3 separate regions of the Gossypium hirsutum genome follow, and regions 1 and 2 are each linked to region 3. Evidence: chromatin contacts called from public Hi-C data. All regions are on one chromosome and are shown on one strand. The core of a region is the stretch at or near the end of the contact, and the rest is flanking DNA. Distances in the headings are between cores, read along the strand shown.

Evidence for each region. Hi-C and Micro-C count contacts between places; a contact is called where the count stands out from the background.
Region 1: a contact with region 3 is called in a Hi-C map of hypocotyl, with 5 times the contacts expected there. The contact joins the promoter of LOC107887165 here to the enhancer-like site in region 3. A contact is called at or near these places in 14 of 34 Hi-C or Micro-C datasets (callus, fibers, hypocotyl and 3 more).
Region 2: a Hi-C map of leaf shows a contact between it and region 3, with 2.2 times the contacts expected there. The contact joins the promoter of LOC107887152 here to the enhancer-like site in region 3. A contact is called at or near these places in 2 of 34 Hi-C or Micro-C datasets (both in leaf).

The regions. Positions count from the first base shown.
Region 1 is chrA03:56,302,320-56,306,843 of Gossypium_hirsutum_v2.1, reverse strand. It overlaps LOC107887165 (receptor-like protein 4), which reads left to right and starts at 2,159. Exons shown (of 9, transcript XM_016811324.2): 1 at 2,159-2,358; 2 at 2,455-3,495. The coding sequence starts at 2,262.
Region 2 is chrA03:56,652,250-56,656,995 of Gossypium_hirsutum_v2.1, reverse strand. LOC107887152 (calcineurin B-like protein 2) reads left to right here and starts at 1,558. Exons shown (of 9, transcript XM_041103838.1): 1 at 1,558-2,023; 2 at 2,198-2,251; 3 at 2,627-2,767; 4 at 3,181-4,097; 5 at 4,186-4,344; 6 at 4,503-4,585; 7 at 4,743-4,746. The coding sequence starts at 4,278. It overlaps LOC107887153 (DNA repair protein RAD16), which reads left to right. Exons shown (of 17, transcript XM_016811307.2): 17 at 1-172. The coding sequence ends at 26.
Region 3 is chrA03:56,439,381-56,444,352 of Gossypium_hirsutum_v2.1, reverse strand. No RefSeq gene overlaps it. Among protein-coding and RNA genes, the nearest start is that of LOC121217708, 23 kb to the left of the region's middle. Within about 2 kb of position 2,167, at least 4 of the 9 cell types and tissues checked have an H3K27ac peak or open chromatin away from gene starts, as enhancers often do. A contact at or near this core is called in hypocotyl and leaf, where this site is marked.

The DNA.
Region 1 (4,524 bases), core at 910-3,409, 140 kb after region 3:
CTATAAAGTTTGGGCTCCAATTTGAGCATTTAGCCTATAAAATAAAATAGATGATTTTATACATTTATTTATTATTATTTTTTGATAGAAATATATTTTTGATAAGAAGACTTTTTTAGTTAGTATAATATAAACAACTTGAGAGATCTGAATTAATATTATACCCCTCTAATCTCAACCTCTTTTACTGTCTCCCTTTATACTCCCACCCCTATTTTATAGTGGCAACTAATTTCTTTCCTGTGGATGCACAGGTTGATCGCATGCAGTAATTGAAATATGTTATGCTTTGCATATAAAAAGTAAAACAAGTTTTTTTTTTAAAGCTTAGATAACAAATCTAAGATAACATCAATAGCTAATGTAATATATCTGTGACTAGTAACGACTGTCGAATGTCATCCTCCAAAAGTTCCCTTACATATCTAAGGGGTTCCTAAAAAACAACCAATTGGTCCATCACGCCACCATTTGCTTTCGCAATGCAATCCGCAACTCTGTTGGCCTCCCCCTAAATATGTCTAAACTTAACTTCCCAATGTTTTAAACACGACTGATGAATGCTTTTAATTTTATCAACATTGTTTACTTATGCCCAACTATTTCGAATAAATTCAATCAACATAGCATTATTACATTCTAATATTTAAAAAAATATAAAAGAGTCAAATTGTATAAGCATATAATATAATTTCGTTAGTTAGTAATCATATTTATAATCTAAATTATTTAGTTGTTGATTACCATATTTATAGTCAAATATGTTGTAATTTACGCAACCATATTTTAACATTGAAATAAATAATAATTACTGAAATACAAGGTCAGTAATTATAGGAAAAAGGATTCACCTAATAACAATAACTAAAAATGATTACAAGTTGCACGGATAACAATATCACTTTTCATGAAAACAACATCTCACTAACTAATTTTTCCTAAAGTTTTTTTTACCCTATGATGCATAGGTTGATTTTTTGGATTAATTAAAATATATTAAATTAATGTATGTTATTTTTCTAATAAATTCTCTCAAATAACATAAGTAAGAAATTAAAATATAAAAAATATGGGATATAAAATTAATTTGTAAACAGTACTAAAAGATAATTTTAAACTACATTTAAATATTTAATTATATTTTAAATTATTTAAAAGCTTTTAAATTTCTTATAATTTTTAATAAAATTTAAATTTATTTTAAAATTTTTAAAATTACTCTTAATATTAATGTAATTAAATATTGGAATGTAAATAACTTATATTAATTTAAATATTATTATTATTTTTAATATGGATTGAAATATATCTAAAGTAAATGATAAGAAAATAATCATCTAAATTATTTATCCACTTTTAAAAAAGTTAAGGCTTTATTTGAGCACTTTCAAATAAATTTTACTAAGAATACTTTCTTTTGGATGGTATGATATAATCAAGAGATGCGAATCAATATTATACTCCTGCCCCTACGCTGCGTCCGATGTAGGAATTGATCGCATATAATAATTAAAAAATAAATTAAATTGAAACCAAGTATATTAAATTGTTTCATTAGTTAATACGAAATCATAATTATAGGAAAAAGTGTTCACTTCATAACAATAAATAAAAAATGCTGACATGTTGCGCGGATAACAATACCACTTTTCATAAAAACAACCTTTCACTAACTAATTTTTCTTAAAATGCATCAAAGCCTTATTTTAGATAATATCTTATTTTCTTAATTCTGCATCGCACTGGTTAATTTTGCATTTTAATTAAAAATATATTATTATTTTTTTAAAATTAATGTAACTAAAGATTGAAATATAAATAATTAACACCAATTATTTTTTAAATATTTAATTTAATTATTTTTAAAGATTAATGTAATTAATAGTAAATTACATTTTATTATTTTTTAAAATTAATTTAATTAAATATTGAAATATAAATAATTAGATAAAGAATAGTATTATTATTTAATATGAATTGAAACATATTTAAAGTAAATTATAAGAAAAATACTATTTAATTTATTTTATTATTTGAGTATTTTCAAAAAGCTTTTACTTTTCCAATTTGAGGATTTAGTAATTCGATTTTATGCTTTTTATTTATTTATTTTTAATTGGTATTATGTAAACAAATTGTTGAAGTGTGAATTAATATTATATCCCACTAATCTCGCCCTCTTTTACTGTCTGACTTTATACTCCCACCCCACCCCTACTTTATAGCGTCAATGTCCAAAATCAAATCCCCCATTTCCTATTATGTTTCTCTCTCGTTCCACCATGTCCTTCCTCTTCCTTTTCCTGCTCTCCTTGGCTCTCCTCCTCCACTCTTCCTCCCCTTTGCCCTACCCTTACAGTAAGCCACTTCCACCACCTTTTGTTTTTCTTTTCTTATTCTCGCTCACTATCTTCTAACTGCTGCTATTGTATTTTGTTTTTGTTTTCTTTGCAGACACTAGCTTCCACATTGACTGCGGCAGTTCCACTCCTTCCACCGACTCCTACAACATCTCTTGGCTACCCGACAAATTCTTCACTGGCGGTTCCACCTCCGTGGTCTCCGAGCCCCTACATTTCCATCTTCAACACGAAAAGACTCTCCGTTACTTCCCACTCTCCTCCGGTAAGAAGAATTGCTACAATATCCCCCTTCCTGCTGGCCGTTACTACATCCGTACTTTTACCGTTTACGACAACTACGACGGCAAATCCCATTCCCCTTCCTTCGACGCTTCTGTCGAGGGCACTCTCGTCTTTTCCTGGCGCTCTCCTTGGCCCGAATCTCTCACTCGAGATGGCGCTTACTCCGATCTCTTTGCCTTCGTCAAAGACGGTCAACTCGATTTCTGTTTTTACAGCATTGCCACTGACCCTCCCGTCATCGCTTCTCTGGAAGTCGTCCAGATCGATCCTTTGTCATATAACTCCGCCCAAACCAGCGATAGCTACATTCTAGTCAACTATGGGCGACTCTCTCCCGGTTCATCACAATGGGGACCCGGTTTCACATCCGACCCGGACGCCTTCGGCCGCTCCTGGCAATCCGATTCCGATTACCGAGCTGGAAAGTCGGAATCCGCTAAAGTTATAACCACTAAAGAAAAAATAACTGGTACCGATAAAGCGCCGAATTACTTTCCCATGAAATTGTACCAATCGGCGGTGACAATTGAGGGACGTCTGGAATACGAATTACCAGTGGATGCAAAGCTTGATTACTTGGTGTGGTTTCATTTTGCGGAGATCGATTCGACGGTTAAAAAGGCAGGGGAGAGAGTGTTCGATGTGCTGGTCAACGATAAGAATGTGAGTAGAGTGGATATATTAAAGGAAGTTGGGAGCTTTGCGGCTTTTAGTTTAAATTATACGGAGAAGAATTTGAGCAGTTCTGTGTTGAATGTGAAGCTGTCGCCTGTGGCAGGGGCTCCGTTGATCTGTGGGCTTGAAAATTACGCCATGGTTCCAGCTGATTTGGCCACGGTTCCTGAACAAGGTAAAGATGCTGAATTTTTATTATTTATATGAACTTTTTAGTGATTTGCATGTTAAGTTGAAAGTTGCGTATGAGAGTTTGGTTGGTCCTTGAAATCATTAGTTTTCTATAGGAAAATTAGACTTTTTGGGTAGTTAATTTGATTAGGAATGGTGGTGGGTAGGATATGCGATTTTATTTATTTGTCTGAATCTACAAATTTACCTAAAAGTCCGAACCTATTTATTTTCCGCAAATTATCCGAGTATTAAATACTTTTTATCTGTTGGATATCCGAATCTGAAAAAATCCAATTTCGAAATTTTCATTTTTTTTTATATCCAAATCCACACATCTGAATTCAAATCTCCTAAATTCTGAACTTATAATCTTATGCATATAATGTCAAAATTATAAGCATTTTGTAACGAATGAATTTGGATATCGAAATCCACATCGGTTATCCAAATAAGTAATGTACCCTTGGATTATGGAAAACCGGGTATCCACCCAAATCTCTAGTGGATAGTAATTTTAAAATCTGAATCCGCCAAAAAGAAAACAGATCGGATATCCAAATAGCTTTCTATTTAACATGTGATTATAATAACTATTATTTTATTAAAGTAGGTGCCAAGGGGAGATCGAGTTCTCATAATGAAAACTTAAAAGTTTGAGTCTGTGTTCCATTTATTAATATTTCCCCAATATATGTTAGAATCACTTACGAAGGATGGCCATATTGTCACATGTATTCATCTAGTGGGTTATAGATGGTTGTGATAAATGCGTGAGTTTGGCAAGAAAAAACGGGAAATATGCTTGTCCTTGTTCTAGTTTCCTTGGAAACTGGAGCAAATCCTTAAATGGGCCTTATATTGCGGTTGGTGTTAAAGATCAGGACTTCGAAGGAACTGATTCTTGGAAGGAACAATAGTTCTCTTGGTTTAGAAAATGAATAGATAGAAAAAGTTCACATGTAAATAATGTTTGTGCTGAAGAGAGAAATTGGGATATATATTTCTGAAATAGATGTGTTACTTATTTGGC
Region 2 (4,746 bases), core at 309-2,808, 210 kb before region 3:
CAGACATGAGATTTCTATTTGTGTGAGCTGAGCTGGGTTGGGTTGGGTTGTTGAAGCCAAGTTCTAGTGAAATGTAAAATACTTCTCTCTTTTCTGTTTTTGCCTTGGGACATGTTATGTTTGGAACTTATATAGTTAATGCCATTATCTCTCTCAAAACTCATTGAATTTATCGACTGGCTTTTTGAATTTTTGTTCAAATAGTTTAGTCTTTTTTTGTAGATGATGTGGCATTTCATACCAACTTTTGAATTTTTTTAAGTATATAAAATTTTAATAAATCTAAAAAAATCAAATATATATAAATTAAAAGTTTCTAAAAAGCTATAAAAAATATTAACAATTTTAAAAAAAAGTTGTAGAAGTTTATAAAAAAAACTATACAAATTTTAATAAAATTTAAAAAATTACCAGGATAAGAAAGTAGAATTTGGATTTCAAAATTTTAGTTGGGAATTAAAATATTAAAATTTGAAGATTTTTAATTAATCTAAATTAAATGTTTGGATAATTCAACTTTAGATTTAGATTTTAATTAATTCTAAGTGTTAAAAATATATATAAATTTCTGAAATAAACCTGCTGGTGATTATTAAGTAAAAAAATAGAAGAGCTGTTACATCCACTAACCGTTGCAACGACTGGCTATCAGGAACGGTGCCATAATGGTTGTTCTGGGAAGAAGAAAAAAACAACAAAAAACCAAAACTAGACAACTTGAAAACAAACAAAACCACAGCCTAAAACTTTGAAAGATGAAACGACCTTTTACGAAATTTCGGTCCAATTTAAAGGTCATAATAGAGATGTGTTTAGTTTCTCTCAAGATTTAATAATGAGATCCAAATTTAAGTAATTAAAGTTAAACTTTAACTTATTCTTTTAAGATTTTATTATTAAAAAAATTTGAGAAAAAGAGTTGAAGCTTTAAGATGGTGAATTTTGGAATAATGATTAATTAGAAGAGATTAATTTTGTTCATGGGTCTAAATTCTCAATCTATGATAATAAGCTTATATGGAGAATGTTAACAAATTTAGACATTTCACTTCAAGGACCCTAATCAATCCCACAAGCTTAGGTGTTTTATATTGGATTTGAGTTTTAGGCTTATTATTTTATTATTATTTTTATTTTGAATATTTTATAATTATTAAGTATTTAAAGTTATTTAGGAGTTTTATATTAAGAATAAAGTTTTGTTTAAAATTATTTGTTGTTTAAATTAATTAGAGTTTTATTTAGATATACTTAACTAGCCTATATAAAGACTTCTTCATTATTCATTAAAGACACAATTGTGTTCATTAATCAAAGTTTTCAACTTTGGGAGAGTTTATTTTTTTGAGTAAGATTTCTTTCGTAATTTTTAGAAATAGTTTTTTCTCGATTTTCTTCAAGCAGTCGTGAGAATTTATTTTTCATCTTTAACAGAATTATTTCTTGAAGGATTAATTAGAGCTATTAAATGAATTTGTTAAATTTATATCTCAATGAGTTCAATTGAACTTCTATCTTTCTATCCTTCATTGCTATCGTTCCATCTTTCACTTTTAAACTTCATCTATTTATTTTTTTTATATATTATTATTATTTGTTGTTTGTTCTTAAATTTCTTCTTTTACTGTTTTTCACTTCTTTATTACTAAATTTATTTATTTCTTCTTTTCAAATCAGATACAAATCTTTCCTTATTGAGTTAAACAACATGAATTCAATCTGCTTTTGCCTTCATTCTGTGTCAACCAGCTAATCAAGCATCTGATCTCTCCATTCCCAGTGACTATGGCATCTTGACGATTTCTCCCATCTCGCTCCTTCAAATTTGACCACATCGGAGTCCCAAAGATAATCATTCCTTCGACGTAAAAAAACCTAATTCAATCCCTACCTTGCATGACCCTTCGATCCTTTTCTACCTCTACTTCCACCGTTCTTGGAGCTTCCTCTATCCAAAATCGAGGATCCCCGAATCTCTTTCCCTCCTCTGCTAGCAAATGAGCTGCACGATTCCTTTGATGAGGTATGAATCTAAACTCCATTGACTCAAAATTATCAGGCCTAAATTTAATCTCTTTTACCAAAACACTAATGGTCGATTTGTCTTCCTCAAGAGCCCTTAGTTTCTTTATAACAGCCAAGGCATTCCCCTTGACCACTACCTCTTGAAACCCTAACTCCTCCATAAAAATTACAGCTCTGAGACACGCCCTTGCCTTTGCCGCTGTCGAATTGCCATATTTTCATACGGGTAAGTACACGCCACAATCACTAATCCCTCATTGTTTCTAACTAATATGCCAGTTGTTGCCTTCTTTATTTATTGATGGAATGTGGTGTCAAAAATTACTTTCATTGTATCCCCAACTGGCAGTTCCCATGTGATATTATGTGATTGTTGAAATTGTGGTAATGCAAATTCCAAACTCTCCAACTCGTGCATGTTTGTCTTTACAAACACTACTACCCCTTTCACATTTCGGTTAACTACTTCATGGTAGATACTGTTTCGATTATGGTAAACCATAGTGCCCAGAAAGTGACCAACCATACTATGCATGTCTCCAACGTACTGTTTATGAATTCTTTAGCTAACCAGTGTTTCCAATTATTTTCATTGTTGGAGGAAAATGGCACCTTCAATTCTTGCAGAACTTGGACTGTGACTGGACACTCTCGAAACAAATGCTCAACTGAATCCTTAGCTCCACGACAGACAGGGTAGCAACTCACCACTGCCACTCTCCGAATCACAATATTACCAAGAGTAGGCAAAAGATTATTAGTAATTTTCCAGCATGTAATATTAATTTTACTAGCAACATTAAGGCTCCGTTTGTTTTCCTGTAAAAACTTTTTCGTAAAAGCTTTTTAGCCTTATCCTGTGTTTGTTTGGCTAAAAATGATTTTCCACTGTAAAACATTTTACAAAACATAAGAAAATGAGGTCTTTTTTGGGGAAAATCCCAGCATCAGAACTTTCTAAACGCTCTCTCCTTCTCCTTCCCCTTCCCTTCATTACGTCCCTGACCCAGGATTCATTTCTGTATAAAAAACAACCAGCAGTAATTTCGTTGACAAAAAGAAAAAAGCCCTAGCCATTTTTAGTCTTTTTAGAAATGAAACTCTCAACAATTTGGTGATTTTTTCTCTTCAATTTTTTCGTCTATTTCCCTTCAGCGACTTGCCAGTTCAAGCGAAACCAGTCGATTCAAGTTCCAAACTCAATTGTCAAAATAGACGGTGAGACAATTAACTATGGGAAATAATGAGAAATTGAGAACGGTTCTGGAATTATATGATTTGTTTGCTTGCTTCTTAGCAAAATGTAATAACATTTTTGTTTTCATATATTTGTTTTTCCCTCTGGTTGTTCCCCAATAATAATTGAAAAGAAACCTTTTTGAATCGATGTGAGATTAAAGTAGGTAGTTTTAATTAATTCCTACGCTTCAATAGATCTATTAAGTTGGCAATTTGGTTTGTTTGTATATTTTTTAAAATGAATTTTATTTTTTGTGGAATTGATTAGATGGGATCTTGATTAGGTTCAATTTGTGATGGAGTTAATGATTTTGTGTTTGAATTGGGCCTTTTGATCTGTTTGATTTTATGTATATTTGATTTTGAACTACTTTTTATTAGATTGTATGTTCTATACTACAATGCTGGAATGGATGTTAGCAAAGATGGGTGATTTGTGATCACCCTTAATTTTGTAAAATGGATGAAATGGTTAATTCTTTGTTTGGTAGGATTATTTATTTTTATCCTCTCCTTTGCGTTTCTTGATTCATGATGAATAGTGTTGTATGTGTTGTCTGATTGTATTTTGTTGATCTCTCATGTATGAGAAATAGACATGGAGGAGTTAATTCTTTATGTGCTCCTCGATGCACAAAAAATAAGGAAGGGGAAACACTTATGGAATGCTTTTAAATTTGTTAGGACAAAAGAAAATTCAAGTAGGTTAAAAGGTTAAGATCATGGTTTGATTATAAGAACTGATTTCGTTTTGAGTTTGAGGTCTCCGGCTTTATCAGATTCCAATTCCAATATTTGGTCTTCAGTCAGCAGAATCAAGAAATGGTTAAAAGGTTAGTCCTATTGTTTGCTTTTAGAATGATCAAGTTTATGGAAAGAATGACGTGAATGAGATTTTTGGTCTCTTTTGCTATTGCCTAGGTATGGAGTGTATTGATGTGAAGAGAATATCATGTTGCAGTGCGTAGAAGGATTGAAGCATTTATTTGCTTCAGTGCTGCAATGATGTGATAATGATTTGTGCAAGCAATCAAGAGGTCTTGTTGATCCTGAACTTCTTGCAAGAGAGGCCATTTGTATGTTATCATTTTTTCTTTTCTTTTTAAATATTATCCTATATTGCTTATTTGATAAATTCAATGATTTTGCTTGATTTAACTTTTGTTCAGTCTTTGCCTGTGTTATTTTAGTTCTCGAGTCATTCTACTGAAATTTGCTTTTTGTTCATCTTTATGCAGTTAGTGTAAGTGAAATAGAAGCACTTTATGAGCATTTCAAGAAGATAAGCAATGCTGTTATAGATGATGAGCTGATCAACAAGGTCTTTGTTTTTTCATAGTTCCCGTTTTGTTATATAATTGATATCTTTTGTTATGTTTGCCAAGTTTTTTGGCTTGGTGATCACTCCTCATCTTGAGTTGGTTCTTTCCCTCTCATATTTGTAGTATTTAACTTTTATTTGTATTACTATTTGACAGGAGG
Region 3 (4,972 bases), core at 918-3,417:
TAGCTTTTATTGATTTAATTTTTTATATTTTTTAATAAAAGCAGGGGCTTGATTGCTTTTTTTGAAAAAGTTTGAGGGCCTTTTTGATGCATTTTGAAAGTTCAAGTACTCAATTGAGTGTAAAAAAAAGTAGGGGCTTAATTGCTTTTTTTGAAAAGATTTGAGGTCTTTTTTGATGTATTTTGAAAGTTCAAGTACCTAAATGAATGCAAAAAAAAAGAAGAAGAAAAAAGCATGGGTTTAATTATTTTTTTTGAAAAAGTTTAAGAACTTTTTGCACGCTTAAGCTTTTTTTAAATAATGTTAATATTAAGATAATTTATATAATATAATCATAATTTAGGTATATTTTTGATAAAAAAGGTACACAAATAATAAAAAAAAAGGTTATAGTTTTGATACCAGTTTTCTATTTAAGCCTGATTATAGTTAATAATATATGATTTATAGTATAGTAACAAATGATAACATTTTTTTAACTAAATAGTAAAATAGAGGTAAAAACTCAATAACATATTAATAAATAGTTCTATAAATAAAATAATTGTAAATAATCGATAATAGAATATAATAATAAAATTAATAATTATAATTGTAAAAATTTATATAACTTATTAAATAAGTAAAAAATTATAAATATTAATTTTACAATACTTAATTAAAAATATATATTTATACAAAATAATAATAATAGGTAAATACATAAGTGAAAATAAAATAAATTAATTAATAACTTTTTATTATAAAAATATTACAAGATTCATATTTTAAATAAGTCACGTATAGAGAAAATTTGTATATTTATTTTCTATTAATATTAATATTAATATTAAAATTATGATTTTTATATTTATTTATAATTAAAATTTACTATATTATATTTTTGAAAATATTATGTGCATAAATAATTATTTAGACCACTAATGGAGTAAAAAATATCCGCAAGCAAGCCTACCCTAACTTTCTTCTTCTATATTAAGAACAAATGATTTTATTTTAGACTTGTGATTTTTTATTCCACAAAATAATAATCCCCCCTCTCTTTCTATATGAAAGCAATTAGGAATAAACCCTCCTTTACGTGGCAGAGCATTTCTAAAGCCGCGAGTATTTTGTATGAGGGTTTTGGTTGGATCGTGGGTCGGGGGGATAAGATCGACATTTGGCCCGACAATTGGGGATTCGAAGGGCTTTCGGGTGCTCGATCAGACTTGATAGACAGGCGGTCCAAGAGAACAAGGTGAGTGACCTGTTGAATAATGAGAAAGACGGCTCGAACGAGAGTAGGATTTTTGAGATCTACGGTGATTTTTTGGGGGACCAAATATGTAAAATCCCCCTTTTCCATAATAGTCCTGATGATTATCGTATCTGGTACCATAACCCCTTTGGTTACTATTCTACCAAGTCTGCTTACTCCTGGTTGACGCTGAAGCATGTGGGGTATGGCCCTCATCGGATCTTTTGGAGATTGGCCTGGAAAATTCAAACCCTCCCGAAAATTAAGATTTTTTGCTGGCGTTTAGGGTATGATATTCTCCCTACGTATGATAAAATTTCTAGCATTCAGAAGGAGGTTAAAAGCAATTGTCCGAGATGTGGGAGCGACAAGGAGACCCTCATCCATGCTATGAAAGATTGCCCGAGGGCTAGGGCGGTCTTGGTCCATGGTGGTTTAAATAATAAAGTTCTCGAAGGCACTTACAATAGGTGTGTGGATTGGCTCGAGGATGTGGCTCGCATGATAGATAAGAAGGCGTTCTCTGACTTGATTACGGTGCTGTGGAACATTTGGAATAGTCGGAATAATAAAGTTTTCCATGACAAGGAGGACGGTGCCATGGTGACCTGGGACAGTGCTGCTGCTTTAAGTCGTGATTTCCTCATTTTCAACTTTTTAGAGTGCCCGATGATTTCGAAACCGGAAAGAGAGCAGGGCTGGTGGAAGCCTGACCAAGGGATGGTTAAAATTAATTTCGACGCTAATACGAATGGGAGGAAGATCTGCTTCGGTATTGTGGCGAGGGACCATGAAGGCTTTGTTCTCGACGGTCGAGCGGGTGTGCTGGAGAAGAAAGTTCAAGCCGAATGCGCCAAGCTGCATGCGTTGGAGGAGAGCATTATTTTCGCCCAGACTAAAAGTTGGACCAAGCTGATTTTTGAGTCGGATTGTGTGGGCTTGATCAACCAACTCAATAAAACAAAAATTGACTATTCAACTATGGGCCATTGCACCAAGGATATCATTAATAAGCTGAAACAGTGCTGTAATTTTAGCTTTAGTTTTGTTTGGACCCCGCGTGGTTGTAACAAAGTTGCGGATAGTCTTTGTAATTGGGCTAATGTCCAGAATTGTATTACGGATTTTGATATGGATTATCCTTCGGAATTCCATGATTTTATTTTAAGGGATGTTATAAAATGATGTTGACCATTGGGTCTTTTTATCAAAAAAAGAAAAAAAGAAAAAAAAAAGCAATTAGGAGATTAATCACTCTATTATTAAATGGGTAAATTTAGTCATTATATTATTATAAAAAATCAAATAAAGTTAAATTAGAATAGAATTAACATTTAATATTTAAAAAAATATTATTTACTGTTTAACAAAGTTAATTTTTTTAAAGTGCTTATAGTTTTCTAAATAAAGTCTTTTGTTTAGAACTAAATTACAATTGTAAAAAATATTTTTTAAAATATTTTTTATACAGAAAATGTTAATTCTGTTATAGTTTAGATTTATTTAATTTTTTGTAATAATATAAAATTTTAAATTATTTTATATTATAATAGAAGTACTAATTTAATACAACTTAGTCCTTAAATTCTAAGTACTCTTTTAACTTATATATGTGTCTGAATATTTTTCCCTCCCCAAAGTCGGACCTGCCATCCTTCTTTTGGGTTTACCTAGATGAGATTATTGGTAAGCTTGAAATCATAATAAAAAAAAATGTAATTTTTTTTTTGTTGGTGATGGGGATACTGGTATGGGACAACCGAAGCAATAAGACCACTAAACAAATACAATGATACAACAACAGTGAAGATTCTTTTGGACTTTCCTCTAATTTTGTTCTTACTCATAACAACAAACCTAAATACTAGAAAGCACAGCTCAGAAAGCATCACTTCCTCATTACTTCACTTCATCCATCCACATGCCATCACTCACTTAAACACTATTTTATGAGTAAATTACCTTATTTATGACCCGAGTTTACTTGTTTTTTTCATTTTTTTTCACTTATTTTAAAAAATTATTATTTTTGTCATTTTTATTGGATAAATTGTCAATTTAAATCATTTTATGATTTAAATGAGTTGAGTCATCAAACGGAATGTTGACGTGATTTTGTATAATAACAAAATTAGTCCTTAATGTTTACCTATTTTCTTAATTTAATCATGATTTAAAAAAAAACAAATTTAACTCTTAATATTTACATATTATACTATTTTAGTTATGATTTTAATAAGAAAATATAAATATAAATTAATAAATAAATATTAAAAAAATTAAAATTTATAAAATACTAAAAAATTATAAAAAATATATATTTAAAATTTTTTAAAAAATTTAATATATTTTCACACCAGCCTTCCCCAAAATCCACACTTTTCCTTTCCATCTTTCTTTTCTTTTTTCGTTTTCTCAAATATACTTTCTATGCCTATCATTCTGAGGTTATTTAAATTTGACTTTTATTTTTTATTGTAAAAATGAATTATTTTTTCATTTTAAATTTAGATTATTTATTTGAATTAAAATAGTAAGAAGAAAAATTTGTAAATTTTTAGAATTTGGAAAGAAATTAATTAGATAATACTTTCATTACGAATCACTTAAAATGCGCACCAAATAATATAAGAATAACACTATCTTCTTTACACTGCAATCTAAAATCATCTCATCTCCACTACCTTTTCACTATTATTTCTTGTATTTACTTCCCACTTTTTCTCTATGATGTTTCCCCCAACCCCAAGCTCAAAAATTATAAATTATGCATTAATTCAGAAAAATTAGAAAGGAAAACAAGAAACCAACAACGTTAGATTAAAACTATATGAAAGATTTAAGAGGTAAATCAGTTAAACAATTAAAATCTACAAAGAAATATTTGAGTAACGAGGAACAAAAATTGGCCTTGATTGAGGAAGATAAGAAGGAAAAGTGCAGATTGAAGGTGCCAAAATATATTAAGATTTAATAATTTTGAATTTTATATATTTTTTAAAATTTAAAATTTTTAATTTTTAGAATCATGGCCAAATTGGTATAATGTGTGAATAGTAAAGGCTAGATTTGTTTTGTTTGTTAATCAATAAAATAAGTAAATATTGAGAGTTGATTTTATTATTATACTAGACTATATTAACATTCAATTTGGTAACCAAACTTAAATTAATGGTGGAGTGATTAAAATTGATAATTTATGTGATGGGAGTAAGTAAAATAACAAAATTTTGAAATGGATGTTGAAAATAGAAATGTGAGCAGTAAATAAAAAATTTACCCCTAATTTAATTACAATTGTACTTACTCTAAAGGCTTCAAGTTATTACTAATCAGAGTTTGGTAGCTTTGTATAATAAATGTATGGGTACATATACAATAATTGCTAAATTAAGATTAGATGATTGAGACTTCAAATTTAAGAATAACCAATTAATTTTAATATATATTATGATCATACAAAGAATGTTGATTGCAATTAATATTTTTAGAATCCAATCAATTAAATTATTAATTATTAATTAAAATTTGATTTAATAAATTTATATCTGTTCGTAATTTAAACTGAATTTTATTTCTCTTTAGACCAATTTTCATTGTTGTAATTGCATAAGGACCACCTCTGGGGTTTCCTAACTTCAACCGTTACTCAAAAGGTCAACGTTAGTTAATATAATGGGGAAGGGTGTTGGTTGATTTTTGGTTACATAATAATGTCATTTTCAATCACCA